Regions from separate parts of the Mus musculus genome. Here all the other regions are linked to region 1. Evidence: chromatin contacts called from public Hi-C, HiChIP or PLAC-seq and promoter capture Hi-C data. All regions are on one chromosome and are shown on one strand. Each heading gives the region's core, a stretch centred on a gene start, on an enhancer-like site or on the middle of the called end of the contact. The rest is flanking DNA. Distances are from core to core; before and after follow the strand shown.

Region 1 (4,462 bases), core at 1,174-3,673:
ACACGGGAGGCACTGCAATGAGAAACCTAACACAAGTGCTTACTCTTTTTGTAGAGAATCTTCACCCTCTCCCTCTTACTGGCAATGTTCCCTAAAGCCACCTGCACCTTGACCAGACCGTCAGCCACCTGAAAGGAAGCAGAGGTTAATTCCAAGGTATACCACTTGGCTTAACTCAGAAGAACTTGGATGTGATGGTCCATGCCTTTAATCCCAGTACTCCAGAGGCAGATGAAGGCAGATCTCTGTGGGATTTTGAGGTCACCCTGGTTTATATGACAAGTTCCAGGACAGCCAAGGCTATTTAATAAAGTCTGTGGGGGTGGGGTAGAGGGAGGGAGGGAGGGAGGGAGAGAGACATACAGAGAGAGACACAGAGAGAGAGACAGACAGTGAGAGAGAGAGAGAGAGAGAGAGAGAGAGAGAAGAGGGGCTGGCGAAATGGTTAAGTGGGTAAGAGCACTGACTGCTCTTCTGAAGGTCATGAGTTCAAATCCCAGCAACCACATGGTAGCTCACAACCACCTGTAATGAGATCTGACGCCCTCTTCTGGTGTATCAGAAAACAGCTACAGTGCACTTAATGTATAATAAATAATTAAGTCTTTGGGCAGGATGGAGCAGGGACTGAGAGGAGTTGACCAGAGAAAGCAGAGGCCCTAAAATTCAATTCCCAACAACCACATGAAGGCTCACAACCATCTGCACAGCTACAGTACTCACATACATAAAATAAATAAATAAATCAATCTTTATTAAAAAAAAGAGAGAAAGGAAGGAAGGAAGGAAGGAAGGAAGGGAAAAAGGAAGAGGAGAGGAGAGGAGAGGAGAGGAGAGGAGAGGAGAGGAGGAAGAAGGAAGACCTGGAAGAAGGATCCTTATCTCTCTGTAGACTTTCAAGTCTTTGAAGGTCTTTCAACTTTAGGTGCCTTTAATGTGAGAGGGAATGAATCATGCTCTCCTTTGCAGGATAGGGTGTGAGTATTTGTCTGCTTGGGGAGATAATAAACTAATTTAGGCTTTAATGGGGCATCCTTACATACTATATATTTCCTGGTTCCTAACCCCTATATTTGGGCATGATATATGCAAATACCCTCACCCAGGTCTTTCTTAGCTCAAGGCTGGGGAACGAACTGGCTGGCCTAGCTCTAGCCTCATACCCTCCACATCAAGTCTAGTACAGGAGACGGAACACTCTGGGATCCCAAAGACAGTGCAATCCCCATCGTAGAGAATACAGAAGAGAATCAGTTTAGAGGCAGAATACAGTTAGTAGTTAAGGGTTTGAGCTTAAGATGTCTGCGGGATAGCCCAGTGGAGGAGACCAGTAGACAAAGATCAATCGGGTTCTCGGAAAGTCTGAAACAGAGCTACACACTGGAAACATAAAGACGTGAAATGAGTAACTGAAATCACGGCAGTGAACGAGCCTGCCTAGGACTTAGGATTCTAACAGTCAAGAGTCAGCTGGAGCCGGAGGCTGAGGAAATGAACGACTTCACTCAAGGCTTGTGTAAAAGGTGAATACTAATATTTAAGGGACTAACACACAAGGGAAGGCACACAAATAGATGCCAAAGGGGGAGAGTGTTTCGAAAAGTTGGTTCTCAAACTGGAACAGAATGTGCTGGTGACAATTTTACAAAAAAATACAGAGACACATCATTACCTTTGTTCCAGAACATTCTTAATTCTACCAGAAGCGCTCCAGTAAATGGTTTCAACATCGTAAAAAGGGATTTTAGGGCACCTCTAAATTTTTGTCAAAATTCAGACACGATGTTCGCCCACATCTGGACACTTAGGGCTCAATTACTAATCTTCCTTTTCTGGGCCTGCTCAGACCTCACCGCTCACCCTTTGGAGCCTGTAGCACCTGTGCTCTGCCTCCTCTAGGACTCCTGTCTACGCGTAATTCATTTAGCAATTAATTTTGCATGGCTCTAGGATGACACTCCACTGCGGGCTTCAGCTCTTACTGAAACTCCCATTAATCAATTTTTAAATGCGTCTGGTCTCCTTAGAACGCCTGTGAGCGCGCGGAGTTTTTGTGAAAGTTGTCACCGAACCCATCTTAAAAAGGCTTAAGCATCTCCCCCATCCCAATCCCCTCGGGAACGGACCTCAAGGGTCCGATTGGTACCAGGAGGTTCTAGATCTTTGTTATTTATTTCAGAGCCTGGGCTGAGGACGACCTGACAGAAGTGGTAGCATCCGACCCTAGGGCAGGGCCAGTGGACCGCTCCTGTCCCGCTCTGCCCCACAAACGGATCAATAGACCGGACCCCTCACCTTCCTGGAGCCTCGGGTCCCGCCCGGCCCGTACACCCAGCGCTCCAGCTCCTCCACTCGAGACTGTAGCCGCTGCACATCGGTCAGAGCCGCCATCGTTTCTGCAGCCTGGCCGCAGCAACCCGGAACAGCCTGAGGGTGGGACGTCCGCCTAAATAAGAAGACTGGCCAATCCGAGAGCACCGTCACGCCTTGTAGGAAGTGACGTCACTGTTTAGGCTTTGGATGTCGGAAATAACCGATGTCAAAGCAATCTGGTTACCTAGGTAACGTTCTGGGTCCTAGTTCTACCCTGGTTTCCAGGACTTGGTTGTCAAGACTTTTAGTGCTCTAAATCCAAGATTCGAAGAGATTTCCTCCCCTCCCCCATTCCCTGAGAGTTAGCGTATAAATATACCTATTATTCCAAGATAGGTTTATACCCATAGATCAGTAGGCAGCTTCTTGGGAGAGACACCATACATTTTTGGAATCTTTTAAAGATCAAGTGATTTGTACGTAAGCCTCTTGTTGTCAGGACGTACACCCAAACAGTCTGATTTGTGACCGCGCTCTGTGTGGTGGTGCTAGGAGAGAAAGGAGAGACAGAAGGATGACTGTAAGTTTGAGGCCAGCCTGCTCTACACAGTGAGTTCAAGACCAGTCAGGGAACAATGTAGAGAAAGCTTGCTTCCCTTCAAAAAAAAGTGCTCTTCTATTCTCTCAGAGCTTTGTTCTTCTGCTTCCACTTGGACAGCTCAATGTAGTCTGTGGATCCCCCACCTCCCAGACCCAAGCAAGAAGAGGAGGCACAGGAGACACGGGAAGTACAATTTTATTTTCCAGATGCAACCCAAGGGACATCTTCACATTCAAATCCAATCCTTCACCTGCTTCCTGAAAAGGAGCAGAATTGACTCAAAGAGGTGGGGTACCAAAGGTGACACTGACATAGGGGTTACATGACGGAGTGATAGGGGTTCTCGGGGGAAAGCTCTTTGGTAGATGCTGCTGAAATTAGCTAGGGAGACAGTGTCTGCCTTTTACGGTGAGGTAGATGGAACGTAATATAAATCCCTTTGGTGTGGAGGTGGCATGCTGACATCAACCAGGACTGGATCCCAGAGTGGGCGTCACATCCTGAAAGAATCAAGGTAGGAGGGTGCCTTCTCCCCCCCTAAGCAATGATATTGGGACTCTTGGTTCTCAGTAGCTGCTTTCAGGGCAAGGTACTGGAAGGGGGCCCTGTAGAGGGTAGAGGTGGAGGATTGGTTGGACCCAAGGAAGCTGGCACAGGTTGGCGTCGAGCAAAGAGGATACCTGATAAAGGGTATAAGAGATGTAAAATTAAAAAATAAACGAGAGAATGTGGGACTCCCACAAAGCACGGACAAGTCCCTCTGACCAGTGAGAAGCTCCTATGCCGTTGTGGGTAGCTTGAAGTAGGTGCGCAATAAATACTCACAGATCTGTGACAAAGCAGACATCCCATGGCAACCATGCTGCATAGACCATGCTGGGACCCCATGCCTTGTAGACAAACTCTTGAATCCATTTTAATGTAACAATCCTCTAAACCCCCAAGCAAGTTCAGATACTCCTGAACGTCATGCTCATAGAGAAAATCTAAAATCCCCCATGCCAATGAAAAAGCCAACTTCATGCCAATATAGACCCTGTAATTCCCATACCAGTGTAGACCACCCCATTGATCTCTAGTGCCACGTTGATACTGCTGATGCCACTGCCTGCCAGATTGAGGGGCCCATCCAACCGCTCTTCTGTCCAGAAGAAGGCAGGGAAGTCACATTTGGGGGGAAGCAGATTTCACACTTAGACTCCTTCCTCATTCCTGCACTTGAACCCCATACCATAATTATGCGTCTGTCTATCAAGGGACCTGCCTGTACCACCTCCAGCATTCAGCATGTGAAGAGTCTACTTTCCCTCAACTCACTAGCCCAAAGCCCTTCTCTAACAAGCCCTTCCTCACCCCTTAGGGGAGCCTTGCCACGGGGCAGGAAACTGGGGGGTGCCCCCAGTCGAGGTGAGTCCACGGGGCCCATTAGCACAGCCCTCTTCTCCGGAGGTTCTTCCGGTGCCAGCTTCTCCCTTGTAGCTTCCGAGGCCAAGCCCATAGGTAGCGCCAGACGAGGGGGTGGGATTCCACTCTCCTCTGGTGAAAAAC
Region 2 (4,462 bases), core at 685-3,184, 750 kb before region 1:
TTTAAAAGTCCATAGCAAGAAAAACACAGCAACTCAACAGAAAAGAATAGACAACAGATATAAAATGAGAAGTCTAAAAGAAGAAATCCATAAGGCTATTAAGTAATGTTCAACCAGAAGGCTGACAAGGAGTCAGCAGGTAATAGCCCTTCCTGCTAGGCTGTTGACCTGAGTCAGATCCCTCAGACCCATAGGTAAAAGGAGAGAACCAACTTTCCCAAGTTGTGTGATGACCATGGAGGTGTCTGCTGCTGAGAACTAAGCCAGGGCTCTGTTCCATCAGGAACTTCTGGTCAGAGATAATGATCATTTGGGTTTTTAGGCTGGTTAACTTTGGCGTTAATGATAAATTGCTATCTTCATTTGACTTTGTTAAACATTATACATTGGCCTTTGCTGTGCTCCGAGGTTCTGGAGTACGATGTCATTTGAAAATAAGTAGTGTGTAGCCTACTAAATTCCAAAGATGCCAATTGACTCTGCAACTTGCCCACAAACGTCTGTTCTCTCCCCTCCACTCCCTCCTCTTGTCTCTCTCATCATCATCATCTCACTACTGCAGGTAGTACAAATACAACGGTTTCGTGTCTCACCTTTCTGAGGCCGATTTTCAAATATAATTCCTGAAGGATTCCTAAATGTGCTCGGTTAGGGGCAGGCTAAGCCACCCAGTCGAAGGCTTCTTAGTCTGTAGATATTAGAAAGAAGTGCAGAAGCCCTGTAACCAAAATGGTCACATCGTGGAGAATGTTTGAGACAGTGTTGTACTGTTGCTCTGGCTAGCCTGGAACTCACTATGTAGATCAGACTAGCCTCAGACTCACAGAGAACTACTGTCTCTGCTGCCAGAGTGCTGGAATTAAAGTCTAAGTCACCACACCTCACCTTGGAAGATTATATTTTACTATAAAAGAGGCTGAGACAGAGAAGATCCTACTGCAAGGCCCGTGCCAAGGTACAACCTTGAGAAATTACGTCATGCAAACAAGACCTGAAGTAAAAGTGGTTTATTGGGAGAAGAGGAGTGAGGGCCTAGGAAAGGAATAGAGGCAGACAAGTAGGCATGGAGCCAGTCAGACAGACAGGAGCAAAGCCATGGGGCAGAGAGAAGGGGACCGGACGCTGACAATAGACAGCTGCTGGGTGGCGGGGGGGGGGAGGGGGGGGACGCTTGGGGGCGTCTCTTTAGACGCAGCACACACCTATCACACACGGTGGAGGCAGGTCTAAGTGGTTGCTAGGGTCCTGGGGGCAGGCCAGCAGAATGCCTGAATACCAACAGGGGCTACATCAGGACACCCTTTCCCCACTCTCCCCCCCCCTCCAAAAAAAAAAAAAACACAGTAACTTCAAACTGTCTACCTCAGTTGGTGTTCATTTGTATTTGTTACTTGCCTACCGGTTTGTGGCTCATTTGCTATTAGTCCTTTAGATACTGTGTTTCGTTTTACACAGACAGGGATAGGTAGCCCAGGACCTGGAACTCACTACATCCCACTCCCATCCCACCCCCGATCCAGCCTCCCAGGTCCTGAAGTCGTGGGCTACCTAACCCTTGGCAGGTAACCTTTTATTGTTTTGCAGTCTTTTCCTCCACAATGCCCTTTGATTACTACAGCGCCCCCCCCCCCCTCGTCGCCTGCGTGAGCCGCTCCAGGCCGCCTCTTAGCTGAAGGTCATTTGAAGCCGGGCGGATGGCAGGACTTGACAAAAAGGCGTAGCAGCTGGAGAACCCAGCAGCTCTCGAAAAGCAATTACGCAAGTTGGGGGCAGTAGATCCTGCGGTCCGGGTGGGTCTCCTCCAGCCACTCGTGTCCCCCCCGCAAACCCCGCTTGCACCCGGGCCGGCGCATTTGTCTGACGTCCCAAATGCGCCATTTCACTGTGTGCTCAGGTAGCACCACCCCCTTGGCTGTCCCCGGGCGCGTAGGAGCGACTAGTCTCTCGGCGCCGGAAATCCGGGACACGTGACCAGGTGACAGCCTTCGCTCGGTGGCGGGGCTCGCTTGAGGTGCTGCGGCACGGGATGGCGGAGGCGCCTCCGGTCTCAGGTACTGTCCCGTTTCCCGCGCGGGACCCCTAGGGTCTAGCAGTCTAGTCCGAAGGGTGCGGGCCATTGCGGTGGCAAGTGGGGTGCGTGCTGCGCGGGGACAGTGGCTCGCGAGGGCCAAGCCACGCGCGCTGCACGTACGGAACCCTCCTCCATCTTCCACGGGATGGGGAGGCTCGGCCCCTGGGTTTCCGAGGAGAGCGGGCGGGTCCCGGCGCCAAGGGAGCGGACGTGGGCCTCTGGCGCCCCCCGCGGGGCTCCTTCCGGCCTTCCCGAGGCCGCGCGGAGCAGAGTCCGGCGGGCGGGCGGGCGGGCGGACGGCCGGCCGGCCGGGCGTAGGCGACTCTCCGTAGCGGGCCCTGGAGGCCAGCGAGTTTGCGCGCTGTGCTAGGGGTGTGTTCTTTACCTCTCGGAGTGGCGGGTTCCGCGCGCGCGGGCCAGCCAGCCAGCGGGCCCAGTCCTGAGGGGGTGTGAAATCCCATATTGAGGTGCGTGACGTGATCCAGTCTCAGTTACCTCATCTGTCAGCCTGGAGTAGTAAGCTAATTCCCAGACCCTCCCTGTTCTCTCCCTGATTGTTGGCTCACTCTCCCTCCTGGAGCTACCCCTGTGGTAGAGACAGCCTCATTTGACTGTTCGTATAAGCTATTTCCATTTTCTTCAAGGTGTATTGGTCAATCCGGGCTTTCAAATTTTGTGGACAGCAAAAAAAAAAAAAAAAAAAAAAAAAAAAAAAAGGAACGTTTTGCATGGGGTATTAGTACACATTTACCTAAATGTAAATGTGAACCGAGAAGCTGGGGCGCTAGTTCAAGTGTTTAAGAACAGTAGCTCCTCAACAGAGCAGTCACGTTCGCTTGCACAACCACCTGGAAAGCTGTGCGATCTGACGCCCTCTTCTGGCCACGGAGGGCATCAGCAAACACGTGGCATATATCCCGTCCCTGTCCCCCCAAAGCACCCTTGCTAAAACAGGAACACAAGATTAAAAGAAAAGTTTTTTTGTTTTTAAAGTAAACCAAATGTTTCAGTGCTATCAGACATGGTAGCGCACATCTTTAATCCCAGCCCTCGGGAGGGCGAAACAGGAGGATCTTTCGAGTTGGAGTCCAGCCTGGTTTACATAGTTGCAGACCATCCAGGGTTACATAGTGAGATCCTGTCTGGGAAGATGGGGTTGGAGGCCGAGAAGCAGAGGTTTCTTTTACTCTCAACAACATACTCTTAACATTACTATTAAGAAGAAGACCACGATGACGACTTGTCACAACCCACTGTGTAGATTTGACATAATGGCCTGCTCTTCCTGAAAATCACAGCAATGTCCAACATTGGCTTGAATTACAATTGCACTTCTGACAGATTGATGGGCCACTATTAGGATGTGCCTGTACAGGTCATGTTCTTTTCCCTGTCTCAGTTTAAAGAGTGCAAGAACACATTGCATTGGTGTGCCCCAGTCTTGACTTGAATGTAAAAATCTTCTTGGAGAGTGGAGAACTTAGGCAGATACGTTGTCACTCCCCTCCAGGCCTTCACTGGCCCTCTAAACCGAATCTGTTCGTTTTCTCCTCCTCGCCCTGACTTATTTCCACACCCTTGGACATTTGAAGCAGAGCTGAGTGAGGGCTAGCTGTGACTCGGAGTTTTAGCCTCTGGGACTGCGCTCTAGGTTACCACCGACACGCCCCAAAGCATGTGCTGAGTCCCTGTGTTCAAGAAATCCCTGCCTCCTTGGTCTATAGTCTTTGTTCTTACTTTAACATCATTTCTAGCTCATCCACTTCCAAAAGTGGTTCTCAACCTTCCTAATGCTGCAGCCCTTTAATACAGTTCCTCAGGTTGTGGTGACCCCAACCATAAAATTGTTTTGTTGTTGCCTCATAACTAGTTTTGCTGCTGTTATGAATCATAATGTAAATATCTGTATTTTCCAGTGGTCTTATGTGACCCCTGTGAAAGGGTTGTTCTATGCTCCCAAAGACCTCACAACCCACAGGCTGTGATCCATTGCCCTAAGTAAGGTCTTTAAACTGATCCAGGATGAAAATTTCCCCCTTATTTTCAGGCTTTCTAGCGCCAACTGGTTGGATTACTCTCTCATTGCTGTGTTTTGTTGGGTATCTGGTACCCCTTACTTGTATTATAATGATACCTTGGCTAGAGGACATCTCACTAATGGAGGAACTACTACTTAAAATACTGAAATGTGTCTCACTTAGGCCATGGGACAGCTTCCTGATTTATGTGTCCCTTTCCTCAAATCTCTTTTAAAGATTTATTTATATTTAAGTACTTGTAGCTGTCTTCAGACACACCAGAAGAGGGCGTCAGATCTCATTATGGATGGTTTTGAGCCACCATGTGGTTGTGGGATTTGAACTCAGGACCTTCGGAAGAGCAGTCAGTGCT
Region 3 (4,462 bases), core at 1,168-3,667, 700 kb before region 1:
TGACGTGGTTAGCTGTCTGGGCAGAACTCAACAGTGGTTGAGGAGTGGTCCTCACGGTAGGATCTAGGCCTCCCAAGGGCCATGAGGACGAGCCACCACTCACCTGTGTCACAGTCACGAGGTCCTTATCTAGGGCAGTGACAGCTCCTGGTCTGGCAACTCCTCTCTTCTGCACTTTATCTGCAGTGTTGTCCTCTCTGTACTGTGTGGGCAGAAGGGGGAGGAAGAGGTTCCCAGAAGAGCAAGAACAGGCCGAGTTAACCACTGCCTTCTCGTTTCAGGAAAGACTTAAAGTTTGTCAGCGACGTTGAGAAGGAAATGGAAACGCTCGTGGAGGCCGTGAATAAGGTTGGAGTGCACACACCCAACTGGGCATTTCTCTGAGACCAGCTGGACTTAGAGAAAATATTAATAAATACATTTCAGAAACAGTTAGCCTAGAGGGTTGTAGGAGAAGGTTGCATATTTTCAGTACCAAGCCATTATCATTCGTGGAAACTTGGATTGCTTCCATCATAATAAAAAAGATGTCTACAATTAAAATGAGTGTATATTAAGAATAACCCTCAGTTGGACATGCACTCAGGAGGCAAAGGTAGGCAGATCTTTGTGAGTTCAAGGTCAGCCTGGTCTACAGAGTGAGTTCCAGGACAGCCAGGACTAAGCAGAGAAATCCTGTCTCATGGGGAACTGGGGCAGGGTCAACAGTAATAACTGAATGATTTCAAGTTTGAAAACATGCAAGCCCCCCCCCCACCAGAATGACTGAAATGTTGCCTGTGAGGGAGCACACTCTTATTTTCTCAGAGTTGGGACACAATTCCTTGTGGGGAGACTAAAGATGAAGATCGGGGGGACAGACTGCCAGGGATATCAGCATGAGCTATGTATGGAGAAATGATATAGTGACCTGGGCATAGTGATGAACACTGTTTATCCCATCACTTAGGAGACAGACAGGTAGAGTTCTGTGAGTTGGAGGACAGCCTGATCTACATAGCAAGTTCCAGGATAACCTGGGCTGCACAGTAAGATTCTCAATATAATAATAATAATAATAATAATAATAATAATAATAATAATAATAATAATAAGAAGAAGAAGAAGAAGAAGAAGAAGAAGAAGAAGAAGAAGAAGAAGAAGAAGAAGAAGCCAGTACAGCTTTGGCTCCGTGTCCAGCCACTGGGTTGAGGTTTAAGTGGCTCTCAGGGCTGTATCTACCGATGGTTACCTTCCCACTCTTTCCCTCGCCTACTACGCCTCCCTCAGCTCCACCACCTTCTCCTGTTTGTAACCCTGTCCATCTGCCTGTGCATTATAAGTTTGGAGTGTGTCAGATCCCAGGCTCACACTCAGTGAACCTCTGAAATTCAGTCACAGGCTCACGAGATGACTCCACAAGGCTGACAACTTTAGTTTCATCCCAGGAACCCACAGCGAAAGGATAGAACCAACCGCTAACACCATCATCTGACGCGCACAGTGCGCAGTAATAATGACACAGACGCAAACAGGAAAGCATAAGTAAAAGTCAGCCGTCCTCAGACAGCTGCGTTCTTGTGGTGTGAGGAGGAGTCCTGAGCTTGTTCTGATCCCAGGGCATGGAAATGATCAGTCTTCTCTCCTTCCAACCAGGGCAAGAATAACAAGAAAAGCCACTGCTTCCCCCCCATGAACAGAGACCACCGCCGAATCATCCATGACCTGGCCCAGGTTTATGGCCTGGAGAGCATAAGCTATGACAGCGAACCAAAGCGCAATGTCGTGGTCACTGCCGTCAGGTGGGTTGATCTTGCTGTCACAGGGAGGGCTAGCTCTTCAGCAGGACAGGCAAGACACTGGGAGTCACTGTGTGCTTTTATTATTTCCTCTCCTCCTGGAGGAACGGAAGGGAAATCTATACTTCTGTGGAATAGCCTTTTTACCATTACCTAAAGATCCAAGCAGAGAGCAGAGCGCACACCTCTGCGCAGGGCAGGTGCACCCTAGTACCCAAGTCTCACAAAGGCCCCGATCCACGGCAGACGATGGAGTTGTCCCTCTGCAGGCGGAGCAGAATGCCTGCTCCTCTGTGCTCCTGCACCTGTCTCCTGCTTCTCCCGCTGACCTCCCTGGCTCTAATCATGGCATGGTGGAGACAGAAAAAATGGTGGACTCTGTCTGACTCCATGTTGTCATCAGAGAAAATGGAGGTGGCGGTATGAGGAAGGGCCTGGAAGGACCTAGAATCACCATCAGAACCTGAGGGTGTTGGGAGAACTTCTCAGTGAAAAATAGTGAAGGGTGGCGTTGGAGGAGGTGGGCTGCAGGGGGCGAGGCGGGGGGTAGACAAACAAAGTGGGATGCAGGTTGGCCACACTTGAGACAGGTGGTAGTGGGTGTGCTTGGCGGCAGTAGCGGCGATGGCAGCATTGCCCGAGCAAATGCCGGGTTTCTGGCTCTGCTGTTTCTGCTCAGGATTCTCTCATCTTAGCACTCTGCTTTACTCCCCACAGAGGGAAGTCTGTTTGTCCTCCTACCACGCTGACCAGTGTGATTGAAAGGGAGACACAGACACGGCCGCCACCACCAATTCCTCATCACCGACACCAGGCAGACAAGTAAGGATTCTTAGCTGCTTTCTCATTGAGCTTGTGCCGGCAGAGGAGCTGGGGTAAACTGCTGGGCTTCAGCTGCCATCGCTGGCCTCCTGGGGCTTGTCTTACGGCATGGTGTCCAGTACACATTGACGGGGCATCAGACACACTTGAAGCCTTAATTCCCTGAAGACCCAGGTTTATCTCCCTGTAGAGAAAGGCTCATCGTCTTTGCTTTCCTTGCAGGGCTCCCGGGAGCAGTACTTTACAGAAGATAGTGAAGGAGGCCGTGATTGACTACTTTGATGTCCAGGATTGAGAAGATAGATAGATTTATATAAAAGAATGATTCTGTGTATTGGAGGAGACTCATTTGCCAGCAGATAAATCATGCTCGTTCCTCCTGCCTGGCAGAACCCCAGCACACGTGCTGTCTTGTCCTGATACAGCCAAAGCATGAGTGTGTCAGAACCCCCTGTCTGGGCCTGTCCACAGACCTCTGGCTGTGTGGCCACTGGATTTTTAATCATGTGTTTGAAGAGGCTCCTCACATATCACTGTGATTACTAAGAGATTGGGGGAGTATCAGCTTTTATTTGGATAAATCAGAATTTTTATCCCAAACTGACTTTGTGGCACCTAGCCATAGTCTGGTTGTCCCATTTGTTCTGGTGGGCCTCACCTTCCTCATGAGGAAAGACGTGAAGCCCTGACCATTGGTAAAACTATGTCTGCAATCGTGTGTCTTAAACCTACCCATCTTATCCAAAAGCTCCCGGATGTCTCTAGACTGGTTAGGTTGCTTTATAGAGTTCCGTTTTCTCAAATCCCTGGCATTCTTTCAGCATGTCACCAAGCCTACCCCGGGACAGTTTAACTGTCTCTCATAATGGTAAGAACTTGGGACCAGCTCTCTCGCCATGTTCACAATGTGGGTCTATGACCATGTCCACTGTAGCCCTAAGTCCTCTGTGGTTGGTAGAGACTCTCGCATAGACAGCGGTACTGGGTTGCTTTTTTCCTAGGCTTTCAGCAGCCATGCTGACTCTCTCTGCATCTGAGCTCTGAACCACTGTTCAAATATTCAAAGTATGTGGACAGTCCAGAGTTTACGCCAAGCATCCTACTGTAGGCCTTCTTCAGTCTCCACTGTGCCCATCTGTGTGGCCCCTCTTCTCCATAGGCTGGACTTATCTTTGTTGTTGTCTTTTGGTTTTGGTTTGTTTTTTCAAGATAGGGTTTCTCTGTGTAGCCCTAGCTGCCCTGGAGCTCGCTCCTGTAGACCAGGCTAGCCTCAAACTCAGAGAGATCCACCAGCCTATGCCTCCTGAGTGCTGGGATTAAAGGCATGCGCCACTACCACCTGGCTTCTTTTTGCTTTAAAATAAACTTTGAGCCTCCCAAAACTTGAAATCATTAAACAAGGCACTTAATTTTTACTTGTATTTTGTTTATTGAGACAGGATCTCGCTAAGTTGCTTAAGCCGTTCAGATCTTAAACCCTCGACAGTCCTTCCTCAGCCTAAGTGCTGGCATTGCAGGCTCTCACCAAACCCAGCTGAGAGACACGGAAGGCTAAAGGAAAAACCAGTCTCCATGGAAATTACGGGGACATGGCAGCAGGGACAGGTGACAGGAGACAAGTGATGGGAAGAGCAGAGTCAGTCTCTTGGGCCTGTTCAGTACAGGGTCTGTGGCCTCACACAGAACAGGAAGTCAACAGCTGTCGTCCAGGGTCTGAGAGGGTGATTTGTGCATGCAAGAAAGGGAACTCTGACTTCTGAGCTGAGGATCAGAGCCCAGGGAATTCTAGCACCGCCAATTGGTAGAGTGGGGCCTTCCTGCTTGGCCTGGGATGTGAGGGTTACAGGAGTCACAACCTGGGC
Region 4 (4,462 bases), core at 987-3,486, 650 kb before region 1:
GCTCAAGCGGTTAAGAGCACTGACTGCTCTTCCAGATGTCCTGAGTTCAAATCCCAGCAACCACGTGGTGGCACACAACCACCATCTGTAATGGGATCCGATGCCCTCTTCTGGTGCATCTGAAGACAGCTTCAGTGTACTTACATATAATAAATAAATAAATAAATCTTTTTTTTTAAAAAAAAGTGAACCAGGGCCTAATTCATGACAGATATACAAGTTCCCCACCACGAGGCTATCGCCCCAGTCCACTTTTTACTTTATTTTAAGACAACTTCTCACTAAATTGCCCAGGTTGGCCTTGTAATTGCTAACTCAGCAGTTCAGGCTGGTCTTAAACTACCCATCTTCCTGTCTCAGCCTCTTGAGTACCTGGAACCGCAGGCCTTTGTCAAAAGGCCCAGCAAATAAAACCTTTCTTGGCTTGCTGCCTGGATTTGATCTGCCAGATGTGGTTTGACAACCCCTGGACTCAGTCAGTTAATCTGTGTCGTATAGTGTGGTAATGAGCTTCCCCGTGGGCTTTTCTGTCCATGTGATGTCACTGAACCGGGAGCTGGGAGGAGAGAGGCAGCCCTGCACAATTATGTGCTCACCTCCCTTGAAGATACAGCAGATGCCAGTGCTTTGAAGAGCACAGATAATAGCAAAATTCGGGAATAATTAGCAAGCGACTGTATATCACCTTTGTTTTAAAAATAATTTAGCTAATTATATGTTTGCATAAGTTAATTTCTTAAAGTACGAAACAAGCAGCCTTGCAGAGTTCTTGAAGATTTAACACGTGGCTTCCTCTGAACCTGCTGGCGTGTCTCCAGCACACCGTGCTCTCCCTGGCAAATGCCAACTGGCTCTTCCCACTCAGGATCCACAGAGCCTGCCTCCCCTGGACTGGGTGTGATGCTCTGTGGGTTCCCGCGGCTATATGGGCTTTCTTCTCTCTGTGGCCCACAGTCTGGGTTATTTCCATTCTTTTATTTTGCCAGCTTTCTTTTGGAGGAGGGATGAGCACAAGGACCCACAGTTTTCTTATTTCAGGATGCGTGGGAAGAGCTTAGCAGGTAGAAGACCCTCGGTAAATTCTCATGGACTCAGGCAGCACTGCGGGGCAGAGAGATAGGTTCTGAGATTTGAAAAGTAAGATGGGAGAAGTCTGATGAAGGGGGCTTTCCCCAGGGCTTCAGACGTCTGGGAAGGCAGAGTCAGACGCCCCTGTTACTGTGAGGGCCTTCAGGAGGGTTGGCCTCACCAGGTCATTGGCAGCCTTAAGTGAGTGTCACTGTGCTCTTGAGACCAGACAACACTCATTTCATTCCGTTCAGCTCATGTCTCAGCTGTGTTTCCTATCAACGCCAGACTTCAGCAGAATCACATATAGGGGAGTCTCCAGGCTTTATATTTGGGTTGTCATAGCTAAATCTGACCCATGCCATAGAGGAACAACTCAGGAACACCTAGCTATGGCCTAGGTGTTTTCTTTGGCTATGAGTCTCCCAAACCCTAGCTGAAGCTGCCATTTTCCCCCCAGCCATCTCCCCTGCCTCAGAAGCCTTTCTCTGGGGGCTGGCTGCTGTGGCTTTCTCTTTTCCTTCTCAGGAGCAGTACAAATAAGGATGTAGCTCATCCTTCCTATTCTGCTATTCCCTGACCCTCCTGTCAGCTAACTCAAATCCCTCTTGCTTTCGTGACTGCCTTTCCTTCCCCCGAGCAATGACCTCACAAAGGGGCCTGTTCCCCATCTTCTATCTCTTCCCCAACCTCATGGCAAAGATGTGACCCAACCCAGCGTCTCTCTCTCTCTCTCTCTCTCTCTCAGAGAAGCAGTCACCAAATGAGGACAGCTCGTCTGCTGCAGTAGTCACTCTCCAACCCCTGACCTTTGCTGAGGTTCCACCTCGGCCTCCCCACTCCCTATGACTAGCATGCACACCCTACCCCACAGCCTAGGCTCCACTGTCCACCTGTCCAGACTTGCCTTCTGTCCTGCTACCTGATGTGCCCAACCCAGGCCATCCCCTGTGGTAGAATGCCTCTCTTAAATCGGAGAACAGCAGGAAGAAGACTCCGAGAAGGCAACTTCCTTCTGTCTCCGTTGCCAGCCAGTTTTGTGAAGGACCCTGAAGCCTGGTTCACCACACACCAGTTGATTAGTCAAAGGAAGGATCTGAGAGTTGGCTCTGATCTCTGAGGTTTGGTAGCAGGAACCCATCCCAGGTCATATTCTACAGAACTTCTGCCTCTGCCGGAAAGACTCTCATCGCCAGGCTGACTTCCCCTTCGGCTGTCCACATTCAGACACTGCCTGCACTCTGCTTCCAGTTCTGCAGAAACCAACGCCTAGTTCTTTTTTTTTTTTTTTAAAGATTTATTTATTTTATGTATGTGAGTACACTGTAGCTGTACAGATGGTTGTGAGCCTCGTGTGATTGTTGGAAATTGAATTTTAGGACCTCTGCTCCCTCTGGTCAACCCCACTGGTTCTAGCCCAAAGATTTATTATTATAAATAAGTACACTGTAGCTGTCTTCAAAAAGCACCAGAAGAGGGCATCAGATCTCATTACGGGTGGTTGTGAACCACCATGTAGTTCTGGGATTTGAACTTCGGAAGAGCAGTCAGTGGTCTTTAACCGCTGAGCCATCTCGCCAGCCCCGAATACCTAGTTTTTTTTTTTAAATTATTTATTTATTTTATGTATATGAGTACACTGTCACTGTTTTCAGACACACCAGAAGAGGGCATCAGATCCCATTACAGATGGTTAGGAGCCGCCATGTGGTTGCTGGGAATTGAACTCAGGACCTCTAGAAGAGCAGTCAGTGCTCTTAACCTCGGAGCCATCTCTCCAACCCCCCAACACCTAGTTCTTAAATGCTAATGTTCTCAGTTGTGCTTGGCAGGTCTCCTCTGTACACCCCTCACTCTGAAGACTGAAGCAGGAATAGAGACTGCAAGTGTGAGGCCATGCTGAGCTACAGAGAAAGCCTCGCAAGATGAAGCGTGTATGTCCGCTTTCCATGTGTGCTGACTCTGATCGCCTCAGAAAGTCCTGACAGTCTTTTTTGGTTCTTCTTCTGCTGGGGATTACACTGGGTCTTATGCAGACTGAGAATGGCCTTTGTTCTGGAGCTGGATCCCCTGCCCCAAGCAATACTCACCCGAGGGCACTTCTTGGTTATTACTCCAGTCTTTCCACAGCAGTGGGCGTCCTCCCAAATGCTGAGGGTTGGATGTGTGTGGAGCCGGTCCACCTCGGCTTGGAAGCTGTTTCCTAAACAAGGAGTTGCACTGCAGGCAGCAAGCACGGGGCCTCTGGGAGTTTCAGTTGGGCACTGACCCAAACTTGGGGGTAGGGGACATAAAGGACACTTTCCTAGAAGAGAGGGCATCCGTTCTGACAGCTGGGGTAAGATGAAGTCAGGCAAAGGGGTGGGTGTGGAAAGAGGGGGTGGGTCTCCTGGTTCCTACATGTGAAGGGCCCGAGAAATTCTGTGGCTGCAGCAAGGAGAGGGATCATGTGCTGTCTTGTACTTGCTCCTGAGAATGACGGGAAGCCATTAAAGGTCTCTGAATAGGGAAGTGGCAAGAGGAGACATATGTCCTAAAAACTTCTAGTGGCCCTGGAGACACGGATTCGGGATGGGTAGAGCACTGGTGGGAGACGCAGCTTGAAGATGAGGGAAGGTATGTGTTGAATGGCTGACCGTGAGGGTGCACGGACAAGAGGCTGGGGAAACCCTGAGACTCTGGCTGGAGCGGTGCCCCTCTCTAAGACAGGACGGAGCAGAAAAGCGCTGGCTCAACGCGACGCTCGGGTCTCATTGTCACAGCTGATGAGATTTCTCCGATCCATCAGGAGGAGTTCACGCGCCAGCTGTTACACGAGTGCCGGTTGAGGTTTAGAGATCAAGGAAGCCGCCAAGACATTCAGGCAAGGATTACTCTGAAAAGCTAAAAAGTCAAGCGTGGTGTGGAGTCATAATCTACCAACTCCAGAGGCTTTGAGGCAGGGGAATCTCAACAAGTTGAAAGCCATCCTGGGTTACATTAATTAATTAATTAATTAATTAATGCATTGCAGATCATCCTGGACAACACAGCAAGTTCCAAACCAAGCTTTATACACAGTGAAACACCTATTTTATTTTATTTTTAAATCAAGGCTGAAGAGATGGCTCAGGGTTTAAGAGCACTGACTGCTCTTCCAGGGGTCCCGAGTTCAAATCCCAGCAACCACGTGGTAGCTCACAACTATCTGTAATGATTTCTGATGTCTCTTCTGATATGTAGGAGTACATGCAGGTAGATCATTCATACATTAAACAAACAAACAAACAAATAAATAAATATTTTTAAAAATTAAGCTGGGGTCGGGTAGTGGTGGCGCATGCCTGTAATCCTAGCACTTGGGAGGCAGAGGCAGGTGGATTTCTGAGTTCGATGAGTTCCAGGATAGCCAGGA

The links. Promoter capture Hi-C pulls out the DNA fragments that hold promoters and counts their contacts. A called contact is a pair of places that touch in the nucleus more often than the background predicts. HiChIP or PLAC-seq counts read pairs in DNA pulled down with a chosen protein or histone mark.
Region 2: a contact with region 1 is called in a Hi-C map of regulatory T cells, with 3 times the contacts expected there. The contact joins the promoter of Nfx1 here to the promoter of Dctn3 in region 1. A contact is called at or near these places in 2 of 39 promoter capture datasets (liver and pre-B cells), 1 of 484 Hi-C or Micro-C datasets (regulatory T cells) and 1 of 9 other capture datasets (adipose tissue).
Region 3: a contact with region 1 is called in a promoter capture Hi-C map of hippocampal neurons, with 2.1 times the contacts expected there. The contact joins the enhancer-like site here to the promoter of Dctn3 in region 1. A contact is called at or near these places in 8 of 39 promoter capture datasets (the 3T3-L1 cell line, 3T3-L1-derived adipocytes, the C10 cell line and 5 more) and 1 of 115 datasets of contacts at active chromatin or transcription factors (bone marrow-derived macrophages).
Region 4: an H3K4me3 HiChIP or PLAC-seq map of bone marrow-derived macrophages shows a contact between it and region 1, with 4 times the contacts expected there. The contact joins the enhancer-like site here to the promoter of Dctn3 in region 1. A contact is called at or near these places in 11 of 39 promoter capture datasets (the 3T3-L1 cell line, 3T3-L1-derived adipocytes, the C10 cell line and 9 more) and 2 of 115 datasets of contacts at active chromatin or transcription factors (bone marrow-derived macrophages and large pre-B cells).

What each region holds. Positions count from the first base shown.
Region 1 is chr4:41,720,740-41,725,201 of GRCm38.p6, forward strand. Dctn3 (dynactin 3) reads right to left here and starts at 2,424. Exons shown (of 7, transcript NM_016890.4): 1 at 2,296-2,424; 2 at 44-128. The coding sequence starts at 2,391. It overlaps Arid3c (AT rich interactive domain 3C (BRIGHT-like)), which reads right to left. Exons shown (of 8, transcript NM_001017362.2): 6 at 4,268-4,450; 7 at 3,966-4,055; 8 at 3,097-3,594. The coding sequence ends at 3,494.
Region 2 is chr4:40,969,009-40,973,470 of GRCm38.p6, forward strand. It overlaps Nfx1 (nuclear transcription factor, X-box binding 1), which reads left to right and starts at 1,935. Exons shown (of 24, transcript NM_023739.3): 1 at 1,935-2,051. The coding sequence starts at 2,027. It overlaps Gm52692 (a long non-coding RNA gene), which reads right to left and starts at 1,151. Exons shown (of 2, transcript XR_003955193.1): 1 at 594-1,151.
Region 3 is chr4:41,021,979-41,026,440 of GRCm38.p6, forward strand. It overlaps Nfx1 (nuclear transcription factor, X-box binding 1), which reads left to right. Exons shown (of 24, transcript NM_023739.3): 21 at 282-348; 22 at 1,636-1,781; 23 at 2,496-2,600; 24 at 2,823-4,014. The coding sequence ends at 2,895. Among named protein-coding and RNA genes, the nearest start is that of Aqp7, 24 kb to the right of the region's middle. Within about 2 kb of position 2,418, at least 11 of the 459 cell types and tissues checked have an H3K27ac peak or open chromatin away from gene starts, as enhancers often do. A contact at or near this core is called in hippocampal neurons, where this site is marked.
Region 4 is chr4:41,071,400-41,075,861 of GRCm38.p6, forward strand. No RefSeq gene overlaps it. Among named protein-coding and RNA genes, the nearest start is that of Gm25637, 23 kb to the left of the region's middle. Within about 2 kb of position 2,237, at least 38 of the 459 cell types and tissues checked have an H3K27ac peak or open chromatin away from gene starts, as enhancers often do. A contact at or near this core is called in the HPC-7 cell line and bone marrow-derived macrophages, where this site is marked.